4 separate regions of the Mus musculus genome follow, and regions 2, 3 and 4 are each linked to region 1. Evidence: chromatin contacts called from public promoter capture Hi-C data. All regions are on one chromosome and are shown on one strand. Each heading gives the region's core, a stretch centred on a gene start, on an enhancer-like site or on the middle of the called end of the contact. The rest is flanking DNA. Distances are from core to core; before and after follow the strand shown.

Region 1 (2,786 bases), core at 9-2,508:
CGTACTCAGAATCCCAACACTTTGGATGCCGAGGAAAGAAGTATTGCTGTGAGTTTGAGGAATAGTCTTGGATACATAATATAGTTGAGAGCAGCCTAGGCTACATGACAAGACTCTGTCTCAGAGAAAAAGTATGTGGGCTGATAGGGGTTGGGTGCTTTAGTTAAAGACTAACTATAAGGGGAGTCAAATAAGCAGGACTCATTTTCAGTCCATCAACATTGAGCCCTAGACACATGTACAATCAACTCTGTGCCAGGTGTGGTGGGAGATACCAAGCTATTTCATAAGCATCTCATAATCCAGTTAGAAAAGTATGCCTCAGTTAAAATGTAAACAATACACTATTTCCAAATGGTGCTGAAAATAGCTCTGGTTTAAGTGCCACTCTGAGTCAAGTATGTGCTACACGCACTTGACCTTGTCACATTACAAGGCATGAGGTTTACCCCAACAGATAAAAACAGTAAAAGTCAAACAACTGAAACAGTAACACAAATGTCTATATAAATCAGAAATGGAATAAAGTGCAGTTCGAACTGACTCGTTGCCCCATCTTTACTGAGGAAACTGCTATAGGAATCCAGAAAATTGGAAACGCTAATGAGTGGGCTGACCTAGTCTTTAAGGCAAAGGTAAGTTTTAGACAATGAAATGGGTCAAAGTGGAGAATAACAAAGTGCTTGTGGAAGCAATTACATTAGAACAGCTGCCCAGTCAAATTTATTTGTGGGCCAGATTTTGATGGACAATGAAGACAGGATCAAAGAATGCGGCCTGTGGTTAGCAACCTTGACAACTAATGGGATGCCAAATTTCAAAATATACTATTATAAATGAACTGCAAAATTCTCCCAGGAGCTAAGGCCAGGAGCCACGGGTACCAGGAGTGTATGTGGAGGACAGTACTCAGGCCTCCCTTTCTTGCTTTCAGTGCTGAGCTCCACTATGGGGACTCTGTCCTCAGGTGAGGCCCAGGACAGGGCGGGGCTATGACGGCCGGTCATCCGAAGGATGCCCAGGCGGCCCAGCCTCTTTCTAGTCTCCGGTGGGTTTGGCGGCTCCGCTCAGGAGACCTTGTCATTGCCGACCCAGAAAGCCGACTTGTTCTCTGCTTCCATCCAAGTTCTCCATACTCCTGCGGGCTGCCCCATTTTCCTTCCTGGTCAGGCCATGACAAGGAGGGCTCCAAACCCCACGGAGGAGGCGGACTGGGGGCGGAGCTGCGAGCAGATCGGTACCGCCCCCCCAACGCGTTCCTTCCGGGCGGGACTGCACGGGTTCCGCTTCTTGGTTCGGGCCGGCGTGAGGGGTGGCCTCCGTACCCCGGGGGCCGCGACCGAAGGACTCTGCTCCTTTAGCCTCAGCCGCGGTTGGAAGCAGGTTGAGGTAGGAGCAAAGTCAATAAAAAAAACTGAATTTCCGTTAAGAGCCCAGCTCCCCGCCGCTCCCAGCGGCCTTCCTCTGTAGACCCTCTCCCTTTAGGCGGAGACTTGGAGAGTCCGCCCCACGAGGGGGGCGGAGCCTAGTAAAGCTTAGGTGAGCTCCCAAGCAACCCGGAGCCGCCTCCCAAAACAGAGGGGTACCGCCAAGGCCTTTCTCCAGCCTAGTGCCCAGTCTAGGTTCTGTCGAGCATGGTGGTGGGACTAGAAACCCTCGGGGCAGCTGCTGACCGGGAGGAAGCCGGGCCGCGATAGCGCCACCCCCGTCTCCTCCCCCGCACCGCCCAGCGGCGCGACACTCTGGTTGGCTCGCCTTGCAAGTCATACTTTGGGTCTCTCAGTTTGAAAACTCTTCCTCTCGGCCCCCTTTGAAGAAACTCATTGACGCTGAATGTTTTGAGGACCAGGTCAGCTTGGAGGCGGCAACTTTGGCGGACACCAGCGGGCAGGTCCAGCTCCGTGGCCCATGAGCTTGGGCGAGATGCGGAGCAGGAGCAATTCTGGGGTCCGCCTGGACGGGTACGCGAGGCTGGTGCAGCAAACCATCCTGTGTTACCAGGTAAACAGAGAGCAGCCCAGAGAACGGTGGAAACTGCCCACTGATATAACTCATTCTCCCCAAGGCCTCTGTCACTCATGAGAGCTTGCATTTATTTAAGAGGTTTCCGACTTTAATCCAGTCCTTTGCTAGCCAGTTATCACCCTACTCCCTTATCGCTATTTTATTCACTTTACTCACAAGTCAGGCATTCTGGCTTTTGAACAGTTGCTGCGGCTGCTTTGCAGAATTCTGGGACCTTTTTTTTTCTCTCCTCTTCCTCCTCCCTTCCTCTTTTTCCCCCCATCGGGACACCCCCCTCGAGGTCCTTCCTTACTGCCTCTTTTGGATGAAAGAAGTCTGTTAGGTTGGACAGAGCACACTGAAGGAGAACAGTGAACTAACTCTACTCTGGGAACAGTAGGCAGGAGTGAAAAACTCCCAAGGCTTGCATCTGACCAGAGTGTGGGCAACTGTTACTGCCCCTCCCTTGTTAGAAATCCCCCTGAGAGGACCCTATGACCACTCTGGTTGCTGCTTTACAGCCAACAAAACTTCTGGGCACAGAGCATCAGCATCAAGGGGTCCTGTGAAACTGTGCATATAATCTCAGGTATGAATACGCCTGCTATGCTTCCTGCTTGGCAAAAGTTATGTGTGAGTGCCCAATGTAAGACCACTGAGCTATTTTTGTTCAGAGCAAAGACATCAGCTATATTGCTTGCCTTCAGTTGGCAGCAGCTATTTTTAGGGCTTTGAGAGTCAGAGAAGGAAGTAGCAGTTGGTGGTCATTTCCAAACCATTAA
Region 2 (2,814 bases), core at 154-2,653, 2.1 Mb after region 1:
CTAGGAACTACATTTTAAAGCATTTGCTCACCACTGTAAATATTCCATTGTTGCTAATAACTTTCACACTATTGCTTTTTAAGTATAGGTTCACATTTAGGGCTTGATATTAACAATATGATCCCCATTTACTGCTGGTAACATCAACCGACAGACAAAGGGCTTCCCAAGCAATTTCTCCAAGCCTCGAGGAAAGCACAAAACAGCACCTGCAGTGAATCACTCCTCCCTCCTTTCCAGGTACGGGGCAGACAGACAGAAGCTATGACACCGTCTGTTTCGTAACTCCACGTCAAAGTCAAGTGACAATAAGATGACAAACTACAGCTGTAGACTTCTGAATCCACCCCTGGACCCAAATGGGGAACTTACTTTGAACTTGATCAATGTTCCTATCTTGTAGCCCTGAGTCCCTGTTCTACAATTGGGCTTTAAGGTTTTCCAGTTCTATACTAATAATCAGAAATACATTAGTGAACAAATCTATGTAGCAGATATGTACATATCACAAGTATAAAGGACAACATGTAGCTGTAGGCCCAGAGCCTACAGACACACATGTACACACCCTTCAAGTTCAAATCCCAACAAGGCACCCCGAGAGTGTAGTCAACAAAGGGAGGGGCAGGAGCAAGGAACAGAGGTTAAAGCAAACAGCAGCCAAAACAAACATCACTTTCGGAACAGGGCAAACTTTGGGTCTGGGAGATTGTAGAACCCCCAGATATGATAGGGGTGTCAGACTTTCTCAAGAGACGAAGAGCACAGCCAAGCACTAGGCTAGGAGCAGATGAGCTGCAGAGGAGGCTGGTGTCCCTGGGGACAAGGGCGTCGCCGCCATCCTCGGCAAGAGAGCACCCCCCTTTTTTTTTTTTTTTTTTTTTTTTTTTTTTTGCGGTCCTGGCCACCGCCCTCCAGATCTCCGGGAATAGTCCCTGGGAATAGTCGTTGTTGCCCCATTCTTCCCATAGACACTGCCCCCACAGACCAGAGAGGGATAAAAGAGCGCAGAGACATACCTGGTGCAATGTCTCTGGTGGCAGCTGCGACGCTCGAAACAGATCAGCTACTGGACCAGCGGCCGCAGTGGCAGTGCCGGGGGCGACCCTGGTAGCCTCGGGGGGACCAGGTCCGGGGCCCCCGCTTGCAGCGCCCGCACAGCGCGCGAAGAGCTCAGAGTAGCACTGCTGCTCGCTATCGCTCAGCAGCAAAGGCGGCCCGGCGCCGCAGCCTCCGCCCGCTGCCACTTCCATAGGGCCTTCTGTAGCGTCCGAACCGACCGCCTTCCCTGGCCGAGGTGCTGGTGCTGCCGCCAGGGCCACCACCGCCGCCTCGGCCTCCGAAGCCGCCGCCCCCACGCCCCGCAGCTGCAGCGCCGCCGCTTCCTCCAAGAGAGCGCCGGCCCCGCCCCCTCCGGGCTTGAATGTTGTGCCTCCTCTGCGCGGCACATGGAGACAGGCGCGGCGCTGACCAATCACAGCCCGAAATCCCACCTGGGCCCCTCCCCGAAAGCCCGCCCCGCTCCGCCCCTTCGCCAGGTAAGGAACGCAACTCTGGCTGCCGCCCTCCCAAGCCTTTCACCTGCTCTGCAAGGGAGGCCAGGCAGAGAGAGCTGCTGCCAACGCCCACCTAGCCCACCGTGTTCCTGAGGGGCATCTTGGGCTCTCCACCCTGGCTAAGAAGGGAACATCTGGACACACACACAAGAAAAAGAGTTTTTCAGGGGATGGGGAAAACTGAGATGTTGTCTCATTAGGAGTCCCATAGGGATGTGGTGTCCAATTAGAAAAAGGACCAGTCACAAAAAGTTGGATTTCCCTTCCTCCTATGTCCTGAAAAGCTAAAAAAAAAAAAAAAAAAAAACAACCAAACAAACAAAAACAAAGATGTGAATGGGGTCCCAGCAGCACCCCAGAGATGATGGGGTTTGGCCACTTTCTCAGGTATGGCTGGGATCTGGATTTGAACCTTACTGAGAAGTGCCAGAAGGTATTTCTTGAAGAAGGTACTTCAGAAGGTCCTTGAGAAAGAAGTGGGAAGAGGCGTTTTGGGGTTTTGTTTGTTTGTTTGTTTTTCAGATATGAGGTCCATTATGCTCCACTGCTTGACTGAAATCTGGGAAACAGTTGGTGAGAGACACTATCTGGAAAATTTATGCTTCTTAAGTCCTGAAAGTACTGACCTCTGTAACACAGAGTCCTCACTTTCTGGAAGGATTTTTTTATTTTCTTATTTTTTTTTTTTTAGACAAGGTCTTTTCTTAAGACATCTGGCTCAGAAAACACTTCTTTTGGCAGGAAAACAACAGTTTTTTACATTTTGTCCAAAATTTATTTGTCCAAGTTCCTACCAAAAAAGTCAACACTGGAACTCAGAACTTTAAAACCCAGTGTGCGTGTGCGTGTGCGTGTGCGTGTGTGTGTGTGTGTGTGTGTGTGTGTGTGTGTGTGTGTGTGTTCAAATGGGCTTCTTCCCTGATGGCTATTGCTCTAGCCAAAAGTGTGGTGGTTCTTGTTTGTAACCTTAACACTAGGAGGCTGGGGCAGGGGAATGACCAAAATTTTGAATCTACTCTAGCTACACTGTGAATTACAAGCTAGCCTGCAAAAAAAAGGGGGGGGGATCCACAAATAATATACTAGAAGAAAAACGTCTGCCCCACAACAGTGTTGAAAATGTCAGTTATAAGTCTTGTATATTTGCATTTTTTCCAAAAGAAAAATCTGTTTTTTATTTTTTAGGGCAGGGTCTCTCTACATAGCCCTGGCTGTCCTAGAACTCTCTGTGGCCTCAAACCATGCTGACCTCAAACTC
Region 3 (2,788 bases), core at 135-2,634, 2.4 Mb after region 1:
TTTAACTATGTAAGCCTGCCAAAGTCTCTCGAGAATTAATACAGCAGGTATTTATATTCTTAAGAACTACTGTTTGTTCAACTGGATAATAAAATTGGAAAGTGAAATCAGGTAGATTTTTGGCTCAAAATCTACTTGTACTACTATCAGTAAAACGCTGGACTTGTTTCCCCAACCCCTTGGGGATTGTGAATAGATGAAATGAGGGATTTATTATTCACCAAAGATCTAGCACTGGAACTTGAGTATAGCAGACAATTGGCACCTTCTTTCCCACCTTAAGGGAAAAAGGTCCTGCTGAAAGGGGAAAAGAAAAAAAAATACTGATCGCGAAGCGACAGGGAAGCAGAGGTGAGAGGATCAAGGTCATCCTTGACTTTATGGCAAGTTCGAAACCATCTAGGGCTGATTGAGACCCTGCTTCAAAAAAATCAAAAGAAGGCATGAATGACTATGGCTCGAGTAACTTTTTTTTTGGACAGGGTTTCTCTGTATAGCCCTGGCTGTCCTGGAACTCACTCTGTAGACCAGGCTGGCCTCGAACTCAGAAATCTGCCTGCCTCTGTCTCCTGAGTACTGGGATTAAAGGCGTGAGCCACCACCACGGCTCGAGTAACTTAACGAAGTTACTTTAGACAATACCTTTCAGTCCTTTCTTGGGACAAAAGGCATTTTTCTAAACCAATTCTAGCTGGGAGTCAGAGTTGGAGATTCAAATGAACGTTTTCAAGTTGAACAAACCGAATTCCTTGTCAAAACCCTGAAGACAGCAGCACACTGATCGCTTTCCGGCTTCCCAAGTTTACAAACTTTGCAGGAAAGCGACAAGTCCTTAGGCACGTCGAGGAGATGAAGTGACTGCTTGGTGAACTTTGGCGTTGTCCAGCTCCTTAGCCAACTAGCCCATGTCAGAGAGGACCGTCCCCCTCCTCGTACATCAACATCCCCGCGTCCCCTCCCAGTCCACTCTCAGGTCCCAGAGAGAACTCACTGCCAAGGCCTTTGGCCTGGTGGAGGAACTGTGGGTCCTCCGTCGGCGGCTGCTGCTGCTGCTCCTCAGTGGGCTCCACGGGCCGCTCGGGGCTCTCCTCAGAAGGCGCGGCTCCCGCGGACAGCTTGTCCCCGTCCCGGCTGGGAGGCTCTTCTCCCTCCGCCGCCGCCCCCTCGGGCGGCTTCAAGCCCAGCCAACTGCTCAACCCTCCGAACATCCCGCCCGCGGGGTCACCGCCGCCTCTGCCGCGGTCCCCTCGCCCAAGAGCCCTGGCACCCTTAACCACTGGCTGATCCGACTCCGCTGGTCTTCGAGGGAGACTGACCGGAACCGGAGACCTCCCGAAGCTTGGCCCACCCTCTCTGACGGCGGCTCAGCTGGCCGCGCATGCGTCATGTCCGGCTAAGGCTCCGCCCCCTCTGCATCGACTCCCCGCCTCCCCGCCTCCCCGCCTCCCCGCCTCCCCGCCTCCCCGCCTCCCCGCCTCCCCGCCTCCCCGCCTCCCCGCCTCCCCGCCTCCCCGCCTCCCCGCCTCCCCGCCTCCCCGCCTCCCCGCCTCCCCGCCTCCCCGCCTCCCCGCCTCCCCGCCTCCCCGCCTCCCCGCCTCCCCGCCTCCCCGCCTCCCCGCCTCCCCGCCTCCCCCTGCTTTTGGAAAAGAGGCTAAGGGCCAAAAGGGTTTTCTCCGCTGAGCTCTTCTTGCTCTCTACCCACTTTTCTATTTTCCCCAGCTTTGTTTTTTGTTTGTTTGTTTGTTTTGTTTTGTTTTTGGCTTTTTCAAGACAGGGTTTCTCTGTGTAGCCCTGGCTGTCCTGGAACTCACTTTGTAGACCAGGCTGTCCTCGAACTCAGAAATCCGCCTGCCTCTGCCTCCCAAGTGCTGGGATTAAAGGCGTGCGCCACCACGCCCGGCTTATTTTCCCCAGCTTTATAGGTGTGTGGTTGGCATCTTTGGGGGCTCTCCTACCTGGTCTCACTTTGTGATTACCTCGAGATGACAGCCTCCTTTTTTAGGGCCAGCTGGACCGGGTTACACCCCCACCCTTGGAAAAGGAGGCCTCAAGCCTCCTCCTGAGTTTAACCCAAAGCTGGGAGTAATGCATAGTGATTTAGGCCAGCCTGGGCTACCTAAGTTCTTGTGTCAAGAGCAGAACATTAAAAAAAAAAAAAAACCTAAAGGAAAAAAGGAAGGAAATCAGCTGAGCGTGGTGGCACATGCCTTTAATCCCAGCCCTCGGGAGGCAGAGGCAGGAGGATTTCTGAGTTCGAGGCCAGCCTGGTCCACAAAGTGAGTTCCAGGACAGCCAGAAAAACCCTGTCTCAAAATACCAAAAAAAAAAAAAAAAAAAAAAGAAAGAAAGAAAGAAAGGAAATTAATTGTAAGGAAGAAGTTGGGGTGGGGTACTTATAGATTAAAAATTGGTTTACAGTGGGTAGGTAAAATGGATTAGCAGGTAAAGGTACTTGCCACCAAGTTTGGCAACCTGAGTTTGATTCCTGGTACCTATCTGATAAAACTGACCCTTGCAGGTTCTCTGTCCTCTGATCTCTACACAGGCTCTGTGACTACCTATACCATAAATAAAATTTAAAGTATTTCACACAATAGCTTAGAGAACTTACTGGGACTGAAGCTCAGTCAGTGGTAGACTGCTAAAACACATGCCCAACACAGCAAATCATGCGCACACATATGGAATAGACCTGGCTGAATGGGGTGATACATGCTTGTATTCTCAGCATTCAGGAAGCTGAGGCAGGAGGATCTTGAGTTCAACACAAGCCAGAGCTACATGAGAC
Region 4 (2,958 bases), core at 145-2,644, 2.3 Mb after region 1:
AAGTTTGACCACCAGTGTTCTAGAACTCGGAGGACCCATGCTACTCCACTCTTCTAACCGCCCCCCTCCCGCCTCCAGCCACCTCTTCAGCGTTAGTCACCAGCAAGATTCTTGGAGCTGACATGGAGGGAGGGCGTTATAATAATGAATTGTACCACATGGGAAAACAAGAGACCCAAGACAGTAAATTTCTATATAAGGGAACGTGACTGTTTCTGTCACATACTAGAGTAACGTCTGAGTTGGTTTCTCGATCAGAAAAGAGAGCATCCTCGAGGCCTCTGCATGGTTGCGTTTAAGCATGAAGGCACTTGGAAAGCTATCAAGGGAACAAATGTTCCGGGGGTGTTTCTGCAAGGAGAGCCTCTGAGTTTAGATGTAGACTGTGGTTCCCTTTAAGCGTAGGCGCCTGGGCCCCTCTGCTCTGGCCCTCTTTTTCTCCCTGGGATCATGTGGCTTTCTCTTCACCCCCCCCCCCAAGGCTAAAAAGCTTCAGAGAAATGCAGAGCTCAGGTATGCAGGCCTAGATTAGCCCAGCCCAGCTCTCTCCAGTTCAGCAGCCAGCTGCAGGGTCAAAATGGGACCCCTTCAGGTGACAAGAATGACTCAGCAGGGGCCTAGGCAGGAACTGAGATAGGGAAGCAGTGGCAGGCACAAAATCCCCTGCAGCAGCAGGAAGCTAAAGAACCAGTAGGTTAAGGACGCACAAAGGTGAACATACAAAAAGTCATTTAAGTCAACTTTCGACGAGGGGCGGATTGAAGGCCTGCGCCATCGCAGGCCTTAAATAAAGGTCTGCCCAGCTTCTGGGAGAAAAAAGAAAAACCCGCCCAAGGTCTCTCCTAAAGGTCCCTTTCGCTTATGACAAATGTCACCAGAGCTCGACTGGGCCCTCGATACAGTTGAATGGGGGAGCCTTTGAGGGGTGCAGAAAACTGCGTGGCCGTGATTATCTGGGAGACTTTGCGGGCAGTGTAATCTCTCGAGACCAGGAAACCATTTTCCTCACTGGCTCTGAGATTTTGCTTTGCTAAGGCGGCTGCAGCTTCCCTGCCCCCCTCGCACACCCCCGCCGCCGCCGCCGCCGCCGCGGCTGCTGCTTTAAGCAACCACGCCCCGCGGGCCCCAGGCTTCTTGGCCCTGGGGCTCGCAGCCCCCGCGCAGCCTGCACACCGCGCTCGCATCCGCCCCACCCCCGCGCGGGCCCAGCCGCCCCCGCGGCCAGCCTGGGGAGTGACGCCTCGCGCCTGCGCCTCGCCGACTTCCTGCCGCGGAACGCCCCACCCACTCTCGAGAAGCCCACCCCCGGAGAGCGCGTCAGACCCTCCCGTCGCACGCTATTGGTCCAAGCCGCCGAGCCGTTGGCTCCCAGGCCCGCCTCTTCTCCGCCTCTCCAATTTCCCAGGGCGGCTGCGCCTGCGCTCAGCTGCCTGGGCGGGCTGAGAGGCGCGGGTTGAAAAGTCTCGTTCCAAGTTTGGCGAGAGGGAGAGAGAGGAGAGCGGCTCAGACCTCGCTACCCGCCAGCGGGGAGGAGGCAGAAGAGGAGATCGCGGCGTCTGGGGGGAGAACCCAGACGGCCAGACCGAACTCAGGCTTTTCCGAGCGAGGACTGCGTGACGTGCCTGGGAGAGGCAAGGAGCGCCTGCCGGGCTGCTCTTGACTAGCGAGAGAGAAGTCCGAGGCGGCCAAGGGGGGCGAAACGACCCGACGCAAGATGGCGAGTAAAGAGAGTAAGGATGCCTGCCCTGTGGGGCGGGCGGGCGTGCGGGCGCCGGGACTCCGGGGGGCTGGCGGGCTCCCGAGGCCTCGGCACGCGCTGACGAAAGGCGCGAATTGGCGTGAGGAGCAGGGGGCGGGGCTGGGCGCGAGACTCGCCGCGCGCCTGCAAGGGGGCCTGCGCGACACGGGGCCTGGTCGCCGCCGAGGGCCGGGAGCATTTCCGGAGCCGGGCGCGGGGGCCGAGAGAGAGGCCCCCCTTCCCCCACCCCCACCCCCACCCCGCGGCCTAGCTCCCTCCGACGCCCTTGGCTCGGGGGCGCAGGCGCTCGCGGCCCGAGAAGTCAGCGGCGGGCGCGGATTCTTCCGTGCGCGTGGTCGTCGTCCGTCTGGGGTCGCGGCCCGTGTCCGTGTCGGGAGGGGGGGGAGGAGCTGGATCCCGCCGGACTATGGCTGCCGATCGTGGCTTGGTGGGGAGCTGGGGCCTCCTGCGAGGGTGGGGGGTGGAGGGAGCAGGCCTGTGGGCTGCTGCTGTTCCACGTGGATTGGATCTATTCGAGTGGGTCGGGGCACCGGTTTACAATGCGGATCATCGTAGAACAGGTGCGAGCGGCTATAAAAAGGCTGACGAGCTCGGTGGTAGGGCAATTAATGACCCAATTCGGGTAAGCGCCGGAATCCCGATCTTGGAAGTGGAGGCGAAAACGCTTCCTGATGTTGATCTTCTCACTTTGTGGGAGAGCAGTTCGTGTGAGCAGGATAGGTAAAAGGAAAGAATAGATAAGGTGTGGCCGTCTCGAGGTGACCTCCAGGATCCGTAGCCATGCCTTTGACTCCGAGCCTTCTCAGCCACTTAATTGTGGGCTTTCTCCAAATTTCAGTGTTTGAAGATACTGTGGAGGAGCGTGTCATCAACGAAGAGTATAAAATCTGGAAGAAGAATACACCGTTTCTGTATGACCTGGTTATGACCCATGCTCTTCAGTGGCCCAGTCTTACCGTTCAGTGGCTTCCTGAAGTGACTAAGTAAGGGTTTCTGCCAACTTCTATTTTGTGTAGATTTAAGTACCATGTTAAATTTCTAGGTATTGTTAATGTTATTTTACACACAGAACATAAATACCTAATTGGTTAGGCCGAGGGTGAGGCGGCAAGTGGTTGTTCAAAACTTAAGATGGTTTCTATCGTAGAGGTGTGTTGAGAGGAGAGAATATTGTGTAATACTGTGTATAGGAAACGATG

Evidence for each region. Promoter capture Hi-C pulls out the DNA fragments that hold promoters and counts their contacts.
Region 2: a contact with region 1 is called in a promoter capture Hi-C map of erythroid cells, with 37 times the contacts expected there. The contact joins the promoter of Reps2 here to the promoter of Phka2 in region 1.
Region 3: a contact with region 1 is called in a promoter capture Hi-C map of liver, with 4 times the contacts expected there. The contact joins the promoter of Syap1 here to the promoter of Phka2 in region 1. A contact is called at or near these places in 3 of 39 promoter capture datasets (erythroid cells and liver).
Region 4: a promoter capture Hi-C map of pre-B cells shows a contact between it and region 1, with 2.4 times the contacts expected there. The contact joins the promoter of Rbbp7 here to the promoter of Phka2 in region 1. A contact is called at or near these places in 1 of 39 promoter capture datasets (pre-B cells) and 1 of 115 datasets of contacts at active chromatin or transcription factors (astrocytes).

What each region holds. Positions count from the first base shown.
Region 1 is chrX:160,500,904-160,503,689 of GRCm38.p6, forward strand. Phka2 (phosphorylase kinase alpha 2) reads left to right here and starts at 1,259. Exons shown (of 33, transcript NM_172783.4): 1 at 1,259-2,001. The coding sequence starts at 1,924.
Region 2 is chrX:162,642,255-162,645,068 of GRCm38.p6, forward strand. Reps2 (RALBP1 associated Eps domain containing protein 2) reads right to left here and starts at 1,404. Exons shown (of 18, transcript NM_178256.4): 1 at 1,020-1,404. The coding sequence starts at 1,253.
Region 3 is chrX:162,887,078-162,889,865 of GRCm38.p6, forward strand. Syap1 (synapse associated protein 1) reads right to left here and starts at 1,385. Exons shown (of 9, transcript NM_025932.2): 1 at 992-1,385. The coding sequence starts at 1,208.
Region 4 is chrX:162,758,978-162,761,935 of GRCm38.p6, forward strand. It overlaps Rbbp7 (retinoblastoma binding protein 7, chromatin remodeling factor), which reads left to right and starts at 1,395. Exons shown (of 12, transcript NM_009031.3): 1 at 1,395-1,730; 2 at 2,598-2,742. The coding sequence starts at 1,715.